Regions from separate parts of the Zea mays genome. Here regions 2, 3 and 4 are each linked to region 1. The links are chromatin contacts, called in public Hi-C maps. All regions are on one chromosome and are shown on one strand. Each heading gives the region's core, a stretch centred on a gene start, on an enhancer-like site or on the middle of the called end of the contact. The rest is flanking DNA. Distances are from core to core; before and after follow the strand shown.

Region 1 (3,698 bases), core at 413-2,912:
CAAGGTAATCCACGTCATCCCGCAAGGTAATGTAGAACTAAAAACATTAAAAAGCACATAAATCGTAGGCCAAAACAAGCAACGAAGTACTGAAAAATGGAACATCCAATACTATCAATTAAGACACTGGGGCAGCACTGCACCTGCGAGGCATTGCAGTTTTCACCAGCACTGGCCATAGCAACGGTTCCAGTTTTAGAATGCCTCAACTCTGGACGGATTTCATCATCAAAAAATCGAGCTTGATCACCATAGAGAAATCTGAGGAAATAAGATATAGTTTTCAGGCATACATTTAACAGTATGTAATAATAAGATACCTCAATAATAACAACTGTATACATATGGAGACTAGCAAACATATTTGTACTATCAAAAACTATATTTGTACTGTATCCATTGAAGACACTAGTTATATCTAGATGCAGGATACCACATTATATGGTTCAGAGATGAAAATTTGGAGACATTTCAGAAGTTCAAACCAAAAGGATCACTTACTTGTATACGGAATCACCACCGGTGCCAGTTCCAGTTGGATCGCCAGTTTGTGCCAAGAAATCCTTCTCCACCTTGTGGAACAGACACCCATTGTAGTACTTCATTCTGATCGGTCAAAGAAGAAAACCAGAGAATAAGTACCCTAATTATCTGAAACGATAATCTGAAACTCGTGAGATAGTATTTTCCATAATTTAGTGATAACAAAAGAGCAGGCAGTCATAATCTCCAATGGTGAAAATTCAAGACTGTGCAAGAAATTGAGTGCAGGAGCCACAGTAGAAGCTAAATCCAGTTCCCATAATGTCATAAAAATCAACAACGAGAAACCTAAGAAACAGAATAGAATCCTTTGATGGCGCCTAAGACTGTGGCTCTATCAACGCTATAAAGGTCCAGTACCCGCAACGCAATTGTTTCGAAATTTCTGGTAGCATACCTACGAGCCTAGAAATCAGTAATCAGCTAAATACATTTGGGACTAGGAATCCCACGAAACTGATGTGGAAACTACGGATAGATGCAGGATCACCAACTTGTACCTATTGCAACTGCAACCCAAAAAATACAATCAAACCAATAGTGACACTACTATGCCGAATTGGCCAACTGAAGAGCTTGACACAGGGCAGTACATAAATCATCCGCAGTGCTGGTTGTCAGAAATTATAGACGAACCCCAGAGAGATCGAACAAGCCCTAGACGCGAGAAACTCACTTGCAGAGCTTGAGGAAGTTCTTGGTGGTGAGCGCGCACCGGTCGGTGTGGAGATCCACCTCGATGTCGCCCACGCTGGTGACGATGAGCACCGACATCTCCTATACTTGCCCGCCTCTGCCCTCAGCTATCGAACGGCGGCGAAACAACGCTTGGGGGAGGAGGAGGCTAGCGCGGGCGCCGGATGCTTCTGCGGTTTCGTCAAAGACTCAAACCAGGCCCAGGCAGCAGCCGTACAAGGTGGCGCGTTGGATGTCCTGCCCTAGCCTGGGTGCAGGCGTAAACAACCAAGCGGACGGGAGAGGGAGCGGGGAGGGCGGCGGCCGGCGAACGTGTGGAAACCGGCGAAGAGGAGGACGACGGGCCACTAGAGCCGCGGTCAGATGGGCTCCCGTGCTCTTGGACCGATTGGAAGGCCCAAACCAAAAAGCCTTGTCCATCATGGTCGGTGAACGTGTGGAGTATCCATTTACGTAGAGAAAATTTGGTACAGTTATTGCATTAGACAGAAGTACTGCCAAGTGCCAAGGTAATAAAAAATTAAAAAATGTGAGCTGCTCATAGCATGCTGCTGAAACTATGAAATTTGCTAATAGCAGAAATAAATTTCTTTCAGTGCTAAGATGACACACTGCCAGAGATGGCAATAGGTAGCCGAAAACTGACTACCTGACAGGATTTTACCCGATATAAGGCAGATACGTGACGATTTTTTTTACCCGTAGGTATGTTAATAGGAAATAACCTCTACCCGTTGGGTAGACGGATACAGGTACATGTTGGTACTTTTTTTATGAAGGGGCGAAGCCCTCTATTTCATTAAGAAATAGGAAAGATTGAAACAACCGCCACCCCGCGGTAAAACATCCCAAAAGATCGAACACGGCCAATACTCTATCTAGACTCTAACCACTATCACGAGATCAGTGAAGAGCCTACGATAACAGGAGAAGTTTTGGCCTACGATGAACTACATAAGACTTTCTTATTTACAGCCCAACAAGACAGGCAGAAGCCACAAAAGGAACTGAACAGTCTAGCCAACGGGTACATGTTGGTACTATCCATGGATAAAATATACCCTCATCAATACCACTATAACCATCTAATAGAACCTATCTTAGCTAAAATAATACACTTAGCTATCATTTGTTTAGCTACCGAGTTATGTAATCATATGATTTGTTATATATGAAGTTGAACTTTTTTTATATGTGTATTTATTGGTATATTTGAATTTAACACTTTCCTAACGGGTACGGGTTACTCGACACGTAAAATTATCCGTACGAGTATATATATGGGTAAGATTTTATACCCACGAGTATATATGGGTAACTCAATAGATAAATTTTTTTTCCATCCCAACGCACTCCACAATGAACCATGACACATGCACACATGTAGCGCTGGCGCACATGCACGCGCGTCACAGTTGCCTCGCCAAGATGGCCCGCCACACGCATGCGCGCCGCCACCTGCCACCGCTGACTATTCTTCACTTCGTGTCCCCTTCCTGACTCCTGAGCTCTTGTCGCTCTTTCTTATCTCGCCATCTTGCGGACCTTGCGCGACACCTGCTCGGATGTACGGACGATCGAGTTTTTACGGAGCTTCGTCGTGACCGCTCAGTGCCCACCGATCAGAAGATCACCTTCTTCCTCTTATCCTTGTCGAGCACACGAGGAACAATACTGCGAATATATGCATACACCGACTATGATATACTACTTTGAACAACTCACGATACCGACTTGTGCGAATGAAGCCACCAACACCTTAAGTTTGGGTTCCTCCCGCATGATATAAATTTATTGTTGAATTTGTGAAATGCAGTATGTGATATAAATTTATTGTTGAATTTGTGAAATGCAGTATGTGTTTTTTTACTAAATCGGTATATTTCATGTGTGTATACGTGTCGTCGCAGCCATGACGTTGTAATTTTTTTAAAAAAACTAAGATTAACAAGAAAAAAATGTCTAAATAAGCATGAACGCTATTTAAGCTTGTAAACTTACTTGTAATATATTATATATATTAGTGGGACCGAAACGTCGGTGGGTCTTAATCCTTGTTTTTTCTTCTTCTTCGTAGAAACAGAGAACTCGTGAAGCGGTCGTACGTGTTGTTTCATGGCTGGCACTTGGCAGCACAAGTGGATTAGACGACGGCGATCGGTGGATTAGACGACCCCACGACCTGCCTCCATGATCCGTGACGCGACGACCCCGCCCTCTGGCAGCCTGGCTCTGCTAGCACTGTCTCCGTCTTCCCCGGCCAAACTCCACTACAGACTGGGGCAGGGCAGGGCGGGCTGGACCTGGGGTGGTCGAGCAGGGCGATCGCCCAGGCCCTAAAATGTTGGGCCCCCTTGATATATATTTAAGTATAGTATTAACCTAAATAGTACTCTCTCAGTTTCGTTTTAGTTGTCGCTAGATAGTACAAAATTAAACTATCCAGATTTACTTTATTA
Region 2 (3,698 bases), core at 865-3,364, 420 kb after region 1:
TGGATCTGGCCGACCGACAGACTCAAGTTGTTCCTGTTCGTTCTATAAAGGTAGGAATATGTTATATTTCACTCGAGATTGGTCACTGTAATAATACAATTCACTAGCTAAAAATATGTTTGTAGATATTTAAAATGAAAATATTTTGAAGCATTTTTAAGGCTTAAGAACTCGGAAAATAAATTTATCTTGCAGCATCAACTCATGAACAATATGTATTGATTATTGTATTTCTAGAATTCGTATCGACTTATTTTTAGGCTACATATTTCTTAAATGTTTAAATTATATCTTGTTTCTGGTGTCATATTAAATATCAATTATATTTTTTGTTTGATTTAAAAAATTTTATAGACTTAGCTTATTAGTCCCTCTCTTGGATCAATCCTGGATCCGCCACTGAGTGTGGGTTATCATCTTTTTGTTGTTTTTAAGCTGTATGTTGTTTAAGCAGAGGCTAGCTAGAAGACGTTTCAAGGGTGTGTATCACCTCCATGTAATGCACTTGAAAGTTGAAACTATCTATGAATATAATCTTCCTTCATACAAAAAAAGAATGAATGAATGAAGAACGCTATCCTTTAACTTGAAGCGCCTACAAAATTAAGAACGAGTTGGCGAACTTCGAAGCCTAGCTAGATCGACTACGATTCGTCTTGAGTCGGACGGAGTCGGTAGTAGAATCAACTTGAAACTCCCGGATCGGTTGCGCCCGTTCTCGGACTCGTCTCCGTATTCGCGCCATGCATCGCACGCTCCCCCCGCTACTACACCCTCCCTCCGGGCTCCGGCCGTCCCTGCCGGCGTCATCTCAGACGCCGCCGGCCGGCCCGCTGTGCCCGGTCACACACACGCTAGCTAGCTCCCCTAAGGCCTCAACAAAATAAGGGCTTGGTGGTCTGGAAGACATGAAATCACCCACCACCGGCTACCGAAAGCTTTCGACTTTCCACCTTTAATTTCAGTCGCCTGAAAGCACGAAGAATAGAGAGGTGAGGAGGTAAGGAACTCACACAGTAGCAGCCTAGCAGGTAGCCAATTGCAGATCGAGGAAGGACCTAGCGAGATGGGCAACGGCGGCAGAGCCGCATGCAGCTTCCACTCTCCGCTAGCTTCCACTCTCCTCCCCCAGCCAGCCCTCCGCTACCTTTTACCTCCGTTATGAAACAGGTCTACCTTATATTATCTTAGTAATTCAGATCTCTGTCAGCTCAGGACAAATTCAGATCTGATCAAAAATTAATGGAGGAAATGAGTTCATCATGCATGCATGGAAGGTCATATGAAAGGAAACATTATATTCAAAGGGGATATTGGAATTACAATCGACCCTAAGGAGAACTTTAATTATTTAGTTACCACTACATCTATCACACTTATCTCGTAATATACACAGAATCAAAGCACACATTCTCAAAATTAAACCACATGGTGAGCCCAGCATCAGCCCACGCCGGCACACTAGTAGAACTATTAGCACACTCAAACAGAAGGACCGTCGAGGGTTCGCTTCGCTACTAGCTAGCTGCAGGATCTAGCCAGCGGGCGAGCGGAACAATCCTCTGAGCTTTTCCTCCACGCGAGCCGCAGCGCGCCCGAGGCGGTCGGAGCCGCTGAGCGTGAGGAAGGCGAGCGCCGCGCCGACCGTGAACAGCCCGAATCCGAGCAGGACATGCTCCGGGTTGTCCGCGAGGTTGGCCACGGTCCCGTGGAGCACCACGGAGCCTCCGCAGGCGAAGAAGAAGGCCGAAGCCTGGACGCGCCGGTCCCTGGGCTGGAGCAGCTCCTGCAGGATGACGGCGACGCTTCTTTCCTCTAGGACCTGGGCTCCGGCTCCGGCTCCGGCGGCGGCGGCGGGTTCTTCCTCGTCGCGGATCGCAAGAGTCGGCACCGGCGTCGGCGTCGGCGACTCCGTGTCCGTGGCCATCGATCGATCTACCTCGGCGGCGGCGGGTTCGTCGTCGCGGATCGCAAGCGTGGTCTCCGTGTCCGGGGCCATCGATGGATCGATGTAGCTCGGCGGCGGGGTTGGGTTGTCTCGAGTCCTCTCCTCGATCGCCTCTGGTGGAGCGGTGGGATCTTTGGCTGCGGGGTCTAGGGTTTGGGCTCCTCCCGCACACAATCATTCACTGGCTGGTGTTCTCGGGTCGGGTGCCCTTTTGTATAGCCGGAGGCCCGGAGTCTGTCTGAGACGTTCGGTTTGGGTCTGGACGCCTGGCAGGGGATATGCTCCGGCCGCGCGTCGTGATTCGTGAAGCGGCTGCGGCTCGCGGCTCGCGGCACTGGCAGTAGACAGTAGGCAGTAGGCTTGGAGTCTTGGCTGGCACGGCATGTTCGCGGGCTTGGGCTTCCCTACAGTTGGCGCAATTTTTTTCATGGGCCTGAGATTATATGACGCGGGTCTCCACCTTCTTTTGTTTGAGTTTCGAAATGTTCACGGGCCGGGCTTTTCTAGGTGGGCGGCGGGTGCGCTGTTCCTTTCAGCTTCGAAAGCCTCTCCCTCCCATCTCTGTAGCCTCGTCACTTCCGCACCTATTTTTTCTCAAAAAAAAAAAAGAAAAAAAAAAGGAAGACGCAGCAGCGCTTCCGCACCTACCGTTGACGAACAAGCAGATCTGCATCTTGTGCCAGCATAGCATGCCAAGGCGAGATCTCTACGCTTCCCCTTCTTCATCCTCCCTCTTTGGTTTCCCTGATGAATGAACTACTATCTGTCTATCTATATGGATCCTACGGGACATCCATCCATCAGTCTACATATTTTCATCTATAGCCCGATGCCAAGCAGAATAAGCAGCACCGCGTGCACCACAGGGGCAGATATATAGACGGCATAGAATAGCGCTGGCATGTCATGCACCCAAGACGTACACACCAATTTGCATAGCTTTGGCAAACTGATGAAGGCCGGCGAAATAGAAGGTAGGTAGTAGCAAAGCGTGTAAAATAGCTAGTGGTGAAGTTTCCTAAGTTCCAGGTGATGAAAAAAAATCTCCCAGAAAAGAAAACCAATGCAAGAGAGGTATGGAAGAGAAAAAGACGACGCTGCAATCACACCTACGGTCTGAAAAGCAACGACGAGCAAAAAAAAACAAGAAGAAGAACGAGGCACGTACATGTGGCTGCCTGCCGAGCATGAGCAAGATTGATGACGGCGGAGGCCGCCGGCGGCTGCACGGCGGCAAGCATGGTAGCGCGACCCGGCCGCGCGCCGTGTTTAGTCTACTCTAGTCTCACCTGATGTGAGGGGAACGGATGCAGCTGCTAGCTACATAGTAAGTGGACGAATTGAAGCATGTTGGGTCGTCGTGGGCCAATTGGCCATAATGGACCATTGGAGCCAGTCGCGGTCAGTCGACAGCGAACGTGGCTGCCGCAGCTAGGAAACAAAAACAATTTATCATGCACCAATCATCTTGCAGATCTTGCGCTGCCGGGGAATACGACGAGAGGGTGCCAGGGTGGCCAAAATGGAGGGGGCCGGGCGGATCTGGTCGGCATGAATAGCAAAGATCTCTACGTTACCACGGATCACCAGATCCGCTCTCTTCCCTCCCGTCAGCAGTAGAGGCGCAAAAAGTTGTAGATGACCCGTATCCCTTCCCAGAAGCACACGAGGCACATGACGTAGGGTTGGGCCTATGACCTCTTTCTCTTCTCTGTAATATGAAGGGGTGTACAGATCCTTATATAGAGAT
Region 3 (3,698 bases), core at 336-2,835, 350 kb after region 1:
ATGTACGAGGCCGTCGGACATAAGATTATATCCGACGGCTGGCAGCGTAGCCGTCGGATATAATCTTATGTCCGATGGCATCGTAAATAGCCGTCGGAGATAAGGTTTTTTAACACAGTCCCGGCCCAGCGCGCGGTTCATTTTCACGCGCGCTCGCCTTTTCTCTTCTGTCTCTGCCCGCCGCCGTCGACGCCCAGCCACCTTCTCTCTTCTCTGTCTCTGCCCGCCGCCGTCGACGCCCAGCCCGCCGTCGACGCTCGCCGCCGCCGTCGACGACGCCCCGCCCACCGTCGACGCCCGCCGCCCCGCCCGCCCGCCGTCGACGCCTGTCGCCGCCCCACCCGCCCGCCGTCGACGCCCGCCACCATCCGCCGGCCGCGGCCCCGCTCGCCCCGTCGCCCACACCGCCGGTGTAAGGTATTTAATATTAATGTATTTAATATATTAATACAAAATATTAATATATTATTTTGTATATATTAATATTGTTTGTAGTTTCCAATGTTGTTATTTAATAGTTAGTATGTTAAATAATGTTTATCTTATTATATCCGAGGGCCTAAATTTGATTATATGGCGAAATTTGATTATGTAATTAATTTAGTTTGTTTTCGTTTAATTAGTGGTGCTTAGATAATTTTAATTTTTAATTTTTGAGGGTAATTATTATGCCCTCGGAAATAAGGTCATTTTATATGATTTGTCACCCATGATAATGTTATGTAGTGGTGTCTATATAATTTAAATTATTAATTTCCGAGGGTAATTATTATGCCCTCGAAAATAAGGTTATTTTATATGATTTAGGGTCCCGTTAAATTACAATCTCCGACGGCCTAAAACCGTCGGACATAGGTTGATGCCGTCGGACATAGGTTATCTCCGACGGTTCAATCCTTATGTCCGACGGCTTTGGTCGTCGGAAATTGTTCCTTTTACTGTAGTGACGATGAGGGAACCATTCCGAAGGGCTCAGGCTCACTGTATCAACAAGAAATAAGTTTATTAGCAGTACTTCAGAAAATTCATATGTATCCTTCTGACCAAGGTGATCAGAAACGAATCAAATAGGTAAAATAGGCAGCAATGATACGATGCAAGATTCAACCATCATCTTAATTTTCTTTGAAGCAACAACAATGCTATATTTTTAAGTAATAAACATTTTAATTTTGAGCATATTCTAATGGACATATTGAATCAGAATGCGTCAACTCAACGCCCCTGGATCCTACAAAATCCACAAGCCTGGCGAGTGAGTAGAGTTAAGTTTTTTTAAAAAAACTCCATATCATGAAGGCCAAAACCGCCCATATACTTTGGTACGGTCATCTTCTGCCAAGCAACCCAACATGTATGACACTTTCCTTCGTTGCTCTTCAACAAAAAAACTTCGAATAATGCTATCGATAAGCTTGCATAGTCTTCTTGGTAATTTGAAAAAAAGCCATAGAATAAGTTGATATAACCTAGGCTGGGCTACTAATTTGATGAGGGGACTTCCTTTCCTCCCACTAATAAACAGTGTCCCGCGGTCTGCCCTGTCCCCCGCAGGCCGCAACATATCGACTGGAACCAGTTTCGTGATGGGCTTTCCTGGGGCCCGGCCTGGAATACAGCGGCCCATATTAGTGCAGCAGCTCAATCACATATTGTTACGGCTATTGTCTTTGTAAACACACACACACAACCGGTAGTATTACTTTTGTAGTTTTGTTGTACACACACCAAATATCTCTACTACTATGAAGAATGTAAGTGGTAGGCTGCCACCCCGTTCTGCCCCTCCTCCGTTCTACCCTCTAGACTCAAGAATCGAACCCAAGATGCCTTGAGCAGAATGCCTAAGCTCCCACTCACTAGCCAACTCGACTCATGTTGGTTTATATTCAACCTCAACTACGATATCTAAGTGATGAGATAATTCATGCTTAGTTTTTCATTTGGTGACCCTGATATGTATAATTTTTTACCCACTATGGTATATTTAACAACAACTTACACACTTTCAGGTGATAGACTATTGCATAAATTTAATAAAATCTCAAAAATTACGTATCAGGGGACATAGTTCACATGGAAAATTGAGCATTATAAAAAATAGTTCACATGACAAACTTGCACGGCAGGAAAAAAACGTGGATTAGTTCACATGGAAATTTTACTCGAAAAAGGTGGTTTAGTTCACATGAAAAAAAAACGCAGGAGGGAAAATGTGGATTATGTCAGCGTAAATGACTTGATTATTAGGGCTAACCCTAGAGGGTAGCTATATATTGTTTGTACATGGGCCGCATGGGCCTAGCCACATGGGTCTAACCATATACTCTAACACTCCCCGCAGTCTGAACTTCCGTCGCAGTGGAGTTCACAGACTGGACGCAAAAGGAAGACACATTACACCATAGGATCCCCCCACAGACGCAACTAGCCACTACTGATGTTGAGGCTGGAGCGAAACTCGGCAAAGGTCGAGGACGGAAGACCCTTGGTGAAGATATCAGCAAACTGGGAGGTGGTCCGGACGTGGAGGACCCGAACAGCACCGACGGCGACATAATCACGGACGAAATGTAGATCGATCTCTACATGCTTGGTCCGCTGGTGCTGCACTGGGTTGGTGGAGAGGTAGACCGCGCTGACGTTGTCGCAGTAGACCAATGTGCTCCTGGAGAGGGGACTGTGAAGCTCGGCGAGGAGCTGCCGGAGCCAGGCAGCCTCCGCCACGTCGTTGGCCACGGCACGGTACTCCGCCTCGGCGCTCGAGCGGGAGACGACCGGCTGGCGCTTCGACGACCAGGACACCAGGTTGCCGCCTAAGAAGAAGGCGTAGCCGGATGTGAAGCGCCGAGTGTCTGGGCACCCGGCCCAGTCAGCGTCGGTATAGACGACCAACTCGGAGGAGGTAGACCGGTGAAGAAGCAGCCCGTAGTCGACAGTGCCCCGGAGGTAGCGGAGGAGGCGCTTGAGAGCCGCGAGGTGGGGCTCCCGGGGGTCGTGCATATGGAGAGAGATCTGCTGCACTGCGTAGGAGATGTCCGGCCTGGTGAAGGTGAGGTACTGAAGAGCACCAGCGAGACTCCTGTACCCGGTGGGGTCCTCGACTGGGTCACCCTGGGCCTCAGAGAGCTTCGCCTGCGTGTCGACTGGGGTAGAGCAGGGCTTGCAGGCAATCATCTTGGCCTGCTCCAGAATGTCAAGAGTGTACTGCCGCTGGTGAAGGAGTCTGGAGGGACGAGCCTCAACAGTGACCCCCAGGAAATGGTGAAGCACGCCCAGATCCTTGACCGGGAACTCCCGCTGAAGCGCGTCGACAAGGCGGCGAAGAAGAGACTGACTGGAGGCGGTGAGGACAATGTCATCCACGTAGAGAAGCAAGTAGGCAGTCTCTGTTCCATGATGGTGGACAAACAGAGACGTGTCTGACTTGGCCTCCATGAAGCCCAGGGTCACCAAAAACATAGCAAGTCTGGAGTGCCACGCTCGGGGGGCCTGCTTGAGGCCGCAGAGGGACCTGTTGAGTCGGCAGACCATGTCAGGGCGAGAGGAGTCCACGAACCTGAAAGGGAAATGTGCCCTTGGGCCATTTCTAAGTATTTTGGTGATTGAGTGCAAACACAAGTGCTTAAATGTGAAAATATGCCCATAGATGAACAAAGTGCAAATCACAAGTAAAGGTATGTTTCTAAGCCTTAGTA
Region 4 (3,698 bases), core at 514-3,013, 270 kb after region 1:
TTTGTCAGCAAGAGTACTAATCATAGCGCCTCGAAACAGGTTATCGGCTACCTTGAACGCTATCTCCTCCTCAAGAATGAATTGTTCGGGTTTACCCTGTGCTGCGTGAAAGAAATTCATTGTTGTCAACCACAATATCATCTTACTATGCCACCTGATCTTGAAAAACGTTCCATCTAACAGTTCATTCGGTTTCAACGCAGCAGTAAAACCACTAACAGAAAAATGCCTATGATCATGTTTTTGGATTGTTAGAAATTTAGGCATTCCTATATTCAATTTAATGTAGAAATATAGCGCGATAAATGTGATGACAGATATGTGCATGTGTGCAATAACTACTCACAATAGCAGTTAACAGTAGAATAACAAGCATAAAAATAAGTAATAGTGAGTATCCTGTGGAGGGACCAATGCTTAGAGCACTGATGACTCCATTCACACGAGACATCTCGTGTGTATGTTCGATGTAGTCGATCAGAATTCGGTGCAGGACGATGCTCGCAGTGCAGTCCCGCGAACAGGCACCAGGAAGAGGAAGAACAGGTTCCCGCGAACAAGTCGATGTCACTAACGAGTCGACATCGATCAAGCAGTCGCGTTGTGTGGTCCCCAACAACCTGATCAGTCGCCTATCCCGAGCAGGATCTCTTACAACAACGATGGTTTTAGAGGCCTACTTACTCCGTGTCTCATGCGCCCTAAAATCACAGAGCCGGGAAAGCAGAACACGAAGTAGAAGTGTGTGTGAGAGTCAATGGAAAATTCTGATCCTCTCTATAGATCAAAGAATTGTCCATTCTTATATAGGCGTACACATGAATGTGAGTAGGTGCCATCATATATAACGGCAACTATAAACTAGCCATCAATATGAGAGTTACTACTAACTCTAACACATAAAATTGTCCATCGTTACTTGTAATCCATCAAAATGACTGTTACTAGTAACTCTAAGACATAAAAATGACTGTTACTAGTAACTCTAAGACATAAAAATGACTGTTACTAGTAACCTATCATCCATCAAGCTATGGAAATATCTCCACCTTAAGTATTATATTAATTATTTAAAAAGAGAATTTAAGATCTATCATTTATAAATCATAATAATCTTAATGTTAAAAATAAAAATAAAAATTTGTATGACAAATTTTATTAAAAGTTTAACATCCCAACAAGTGTCGTCGGCACTCGGGATCCGTCAGGTCGTCTGGGTGCCCGGGTCGGCGACCGGCAACGCAGCCAGAGCCAACGCAGGGAAAGGATGGGACGTCACCTCGCGTCCTCGCCAGTCTTTTCACGCATCGACCCTTCTCCGGTCCAGGCCATCGATGTGCGCGGCGAGGGTGGTGGAGACGTCGCGTCACCGACGAGCGCGGACGGCCGCTCTGTGCGGCGAGCGGGGATCTCCTACGGCCGATCGGAATCCATGCATATATCTGGCCACCTGCACGCTGAGTGCACGTTGATGGACACTCCAGCTACTACCGTGCCATGCGCCACCCATCAGCAGATTAACCCATGCATCCATTCCAGCCCCCTGGCTCGACGTGACGTCTACAACAACCAATGCCGTGACAACTACAGTTGTCAGATAGACATTCCGTGCTAGCTAGGCTAATTAGCAGGGGCACGTACCGAGGATGCGGCATGCAAAGCAAGCAAAACAGTAACGCGTGCGTGTGTGTCTACAGTACTGTTGTGCTGCTGCATTGCTGTATATGGGCTCCGCATGGATCATCACAGCGCTGCGTGCGCTTTCCTGATGTGAGTCGTCGTCGTCGTCTCCTCAGCGCCAGCCCACCTGCCGGCAGGTCCCTGCACAGGGCACACGTGTGAAGGAATCAATGCGCGCCCATGCACACGCCCGCCTGATGAATGCGTGCCAGCGGCCCTCACCGATCAGATCAGGATCAGCGCCTGCTCGTCCATCCAGGCTGACCGTTTTTACCCGCGTGGCTATATGTCTATTTAAATTTGGATTCACTGTAGTAAAACAGTAAAAGTCCGACGGTCACTTTATGTCCGACGATTCCATAAGAGACCGTCAGACATAAGGTTATGTCCGACGGCCACAGACCGCCGTCAGAAGTAATTAGGAATAGCTGAGGGTTATCAGATAGCCCGTCGGATATAATCTTATGTACGGCTGTCAGAGTGACTTTCGGAAATAAAGAATTTTAACCGACGCCCCCGTTCCCGCATGGTTTCATTATATCTCTGTCTCTCCCGCTCGCTCGCATGCCAAGCCGCCACCGCCGCAATAGAGCAGCCGCCGCCCAAGCCCAAGCCCAGCCCGCGCCCGGCGACCTCCCGTCCTGCCCCGACGACCAGCCCGAGCACGAGCTCGTGGCCGCCTCCGTGCCCATCCTGACGCCACCGGAGCCGCTCGGATGCAGCCCGTGGTCGCCGGAGCCTCTGCCTCCGTGACCATCGGCGCCCGCCCCAACCCCGTCGGCGCTCGCTTCACCGGCTCATCGTCCGGCAAAGTGAGTAATTTTATAATTTTTAGTATAATTTTGTATATGCATATATGTTTGTCGGCGTTCCGAGACCGGGGGGTCCCTTGGGCCGACGAGTGAGTGTCGCCGCGTGCCCCAGCCCAGATGGGTCGAGCGCGAGGGCGAGCGCGAAGGGGGGAGGAGCGAGGCGGCCGGAGACCGGCGTGAGAGAGGTGGGAATCCCGCGGCCTTCGTGTTCGTCCCGCGCCCAGGTCGGGTGCGCTTGCAGTAGGGGGTTACAAGCGTCCACGCGGGAGAGGGAAGCGAGCGGCCCCAAGAGAGCGCCTGTCTCGTCCTCGTCCCCACGCGGCCAACCCTCTCTAAGAGGGCCCTGGTCCTTCCTTTTATAGGCGTAAGGAGAGGATCCAGGTGTACAATGGGAGTGTAGCAGAGTGCTACGTGTCTAGCGGGGGAGAGCTAGCGCCCTAAGTACATGCCGTCGTGGCAGCCGGAGAGATTTTGGCACCCAGCTGGTGTGATGTCGTGGCCGTCGGAGGAGCGATGGAGCCTGGCGGAGGGACAGCTGTCGGAGCGGTTGGGTCCTTGCTGACATCCTCTTGCTTCCGTAAGGGGGCTGAGAGCCGCCGTCGTCACAGAGCATGCGGGACGCCATCATTGCCTATCCGGCGGAGCTAGCCAGATGGGACGCCGGTCTTGTTCCCTGCGGCCCGAGTCAGCTCGGGGTAGGGTGATGATGGCGCCTCCCGTTGACGTGGTTGGTCTACGCCCTAGGCTGGGCGAGGTGGAAGCTCCTCCGAAGCTGAGGTCGAGTCTGTCTTCCGTGGCCGAGGCCGAGTCCGAGCCCCTGGTCGGGCGAGGCGGAGGTCGTCGTCTGAGACCAGGGCGGAGTCCGAGCCCTGGGGTCGGGCGGAGCGGAGTTCGCCGTCTTCCGGGACTTAGCCCGAGTCCGAGCCCTGAGTCGGGCGGAGCGGAGTTCGCCGTCTTCCGGGACTTAGCCCGAATCCGAGCCCTGGGTCGGGCGGAGCGGAGTTCGCCGTCTTCCGGGACTTAGCCCGAGTCCGAGCCCTGGGTCGGGCGGAGCGGAGTTCGCCGTCTTCCGGGACTTAGCCCGAGTCCGAGCCCTAGGTCGGGCGGAGCAGAGTTCGCCGTCTTCCGGGACTTAGCCCGAGTCCGAGCCCTGGGTCGGGCTGAGCGGAGTTTCCTGTGGTGCCTTCTGCAGGACCTGACTGCCTG

What was found. Hi-C and Micro-C count contacts between places; a contact is called where the count stands out from the background.
Region 2: a Hi-C map of ear shows a contact between it and region 1, with 4 times the contacts expected there. The contact joins the promoter of LOC100278674 here to the promoter of LOC100216940 in region 1. A contact is called at or near these places in 7 of 25 Hi-C or Micro-C datasets (bundle sheath, ear, endosperm and 3 more).
Region 3: a Hi-C map of leaf shows a contact between it and region 1, with 8 times the contacts expected there. The contact joins the enhancer-like site here to the promoter of LOC100216940 in region 1. A contact is called at or near these places in 8 of 25 Hi-C or Micro-C datasets (bundle sheath, ear, leaf and 1 more).
Region 4: a contact with region 1 is called in a Hi-C map of tassel, with 2.4 times the contacts expected there. The contact joins the enhancer-like site here to the promoter of LOC100216940 in region 1. A contact is called at or near these places in 2 of 25 Hi-C or Micro-C datasets (endosperm and tassel).

Annotation. Positions count from the first base shown.
Region 1 is chr6:102,099,397-102,103,094 of Zm-B73-REFERENCE-NAM-5.0, reverse strand. LOC100216940 (peptidyl-prolyl cis-trans isomerase CYP59) reads right to left here and starts at 1,662. Exons shown (of 14, transcript XM_008649233.2): 1 at 1,220-1,662; 2 at 502-606; 3 at 144-261; 4 at 1-37. The coding sequence starts at 1,317.
Region 2 is chr6:101,684,839-101,688,536 of Zm-B73-REFERENCE-NAM-5.0, reverse strand. LOC100278674 reads right to left here and starts at 2,114. Exons shown (of 1, transcript NM_001175072.1): 1 at 1,285-2,114. The coding sequence starts at 1,999. The coding sequence ends at 1,535. It overlaps LOC103629645, which reads right to left and starts at 3,310. Exons shown (of 3, transcript XM_035960031.1): 1 at 3,117-3,310. The coding sequence starts at 3,137.
Region 3 is chr6:101,753,523-101,757,220 of Zm-B73-REFERENCE-NAM-5.0, reverse strand. No RefSeq gene overlaps it. Among protein-coding and RNA genes, the nearest start is that of LOC100278674, 69 kb to the right of the region's middle. Within about 2 kb of position 1,585, at least 14 of the 20 cell types and tissues checked have an H3K27ac peak or open chromatin away from gene starts, as enhancers often do. A contact at or near this core is called in bundle sheath, ear, leaf and 1 more, where this site is marked.
Region 4 is chr6:101,827,931-101,831,628 of Zm-B73-REFERENCE-NAM-5.0, reverse strand. No RefSeq gene overlaps it. Among protein-coding and RNA genes, the nearest start is that of LOC103629646, 90 kb to the left of the region's middle. Within about 2 kb of position 1,763, at least 13 of the 20 cell types and tissues checked have an H3K27ac peak or open chromatin away from gene starts, as enhancers often do. A contact at or near this core is called in tassel, where this site is marked.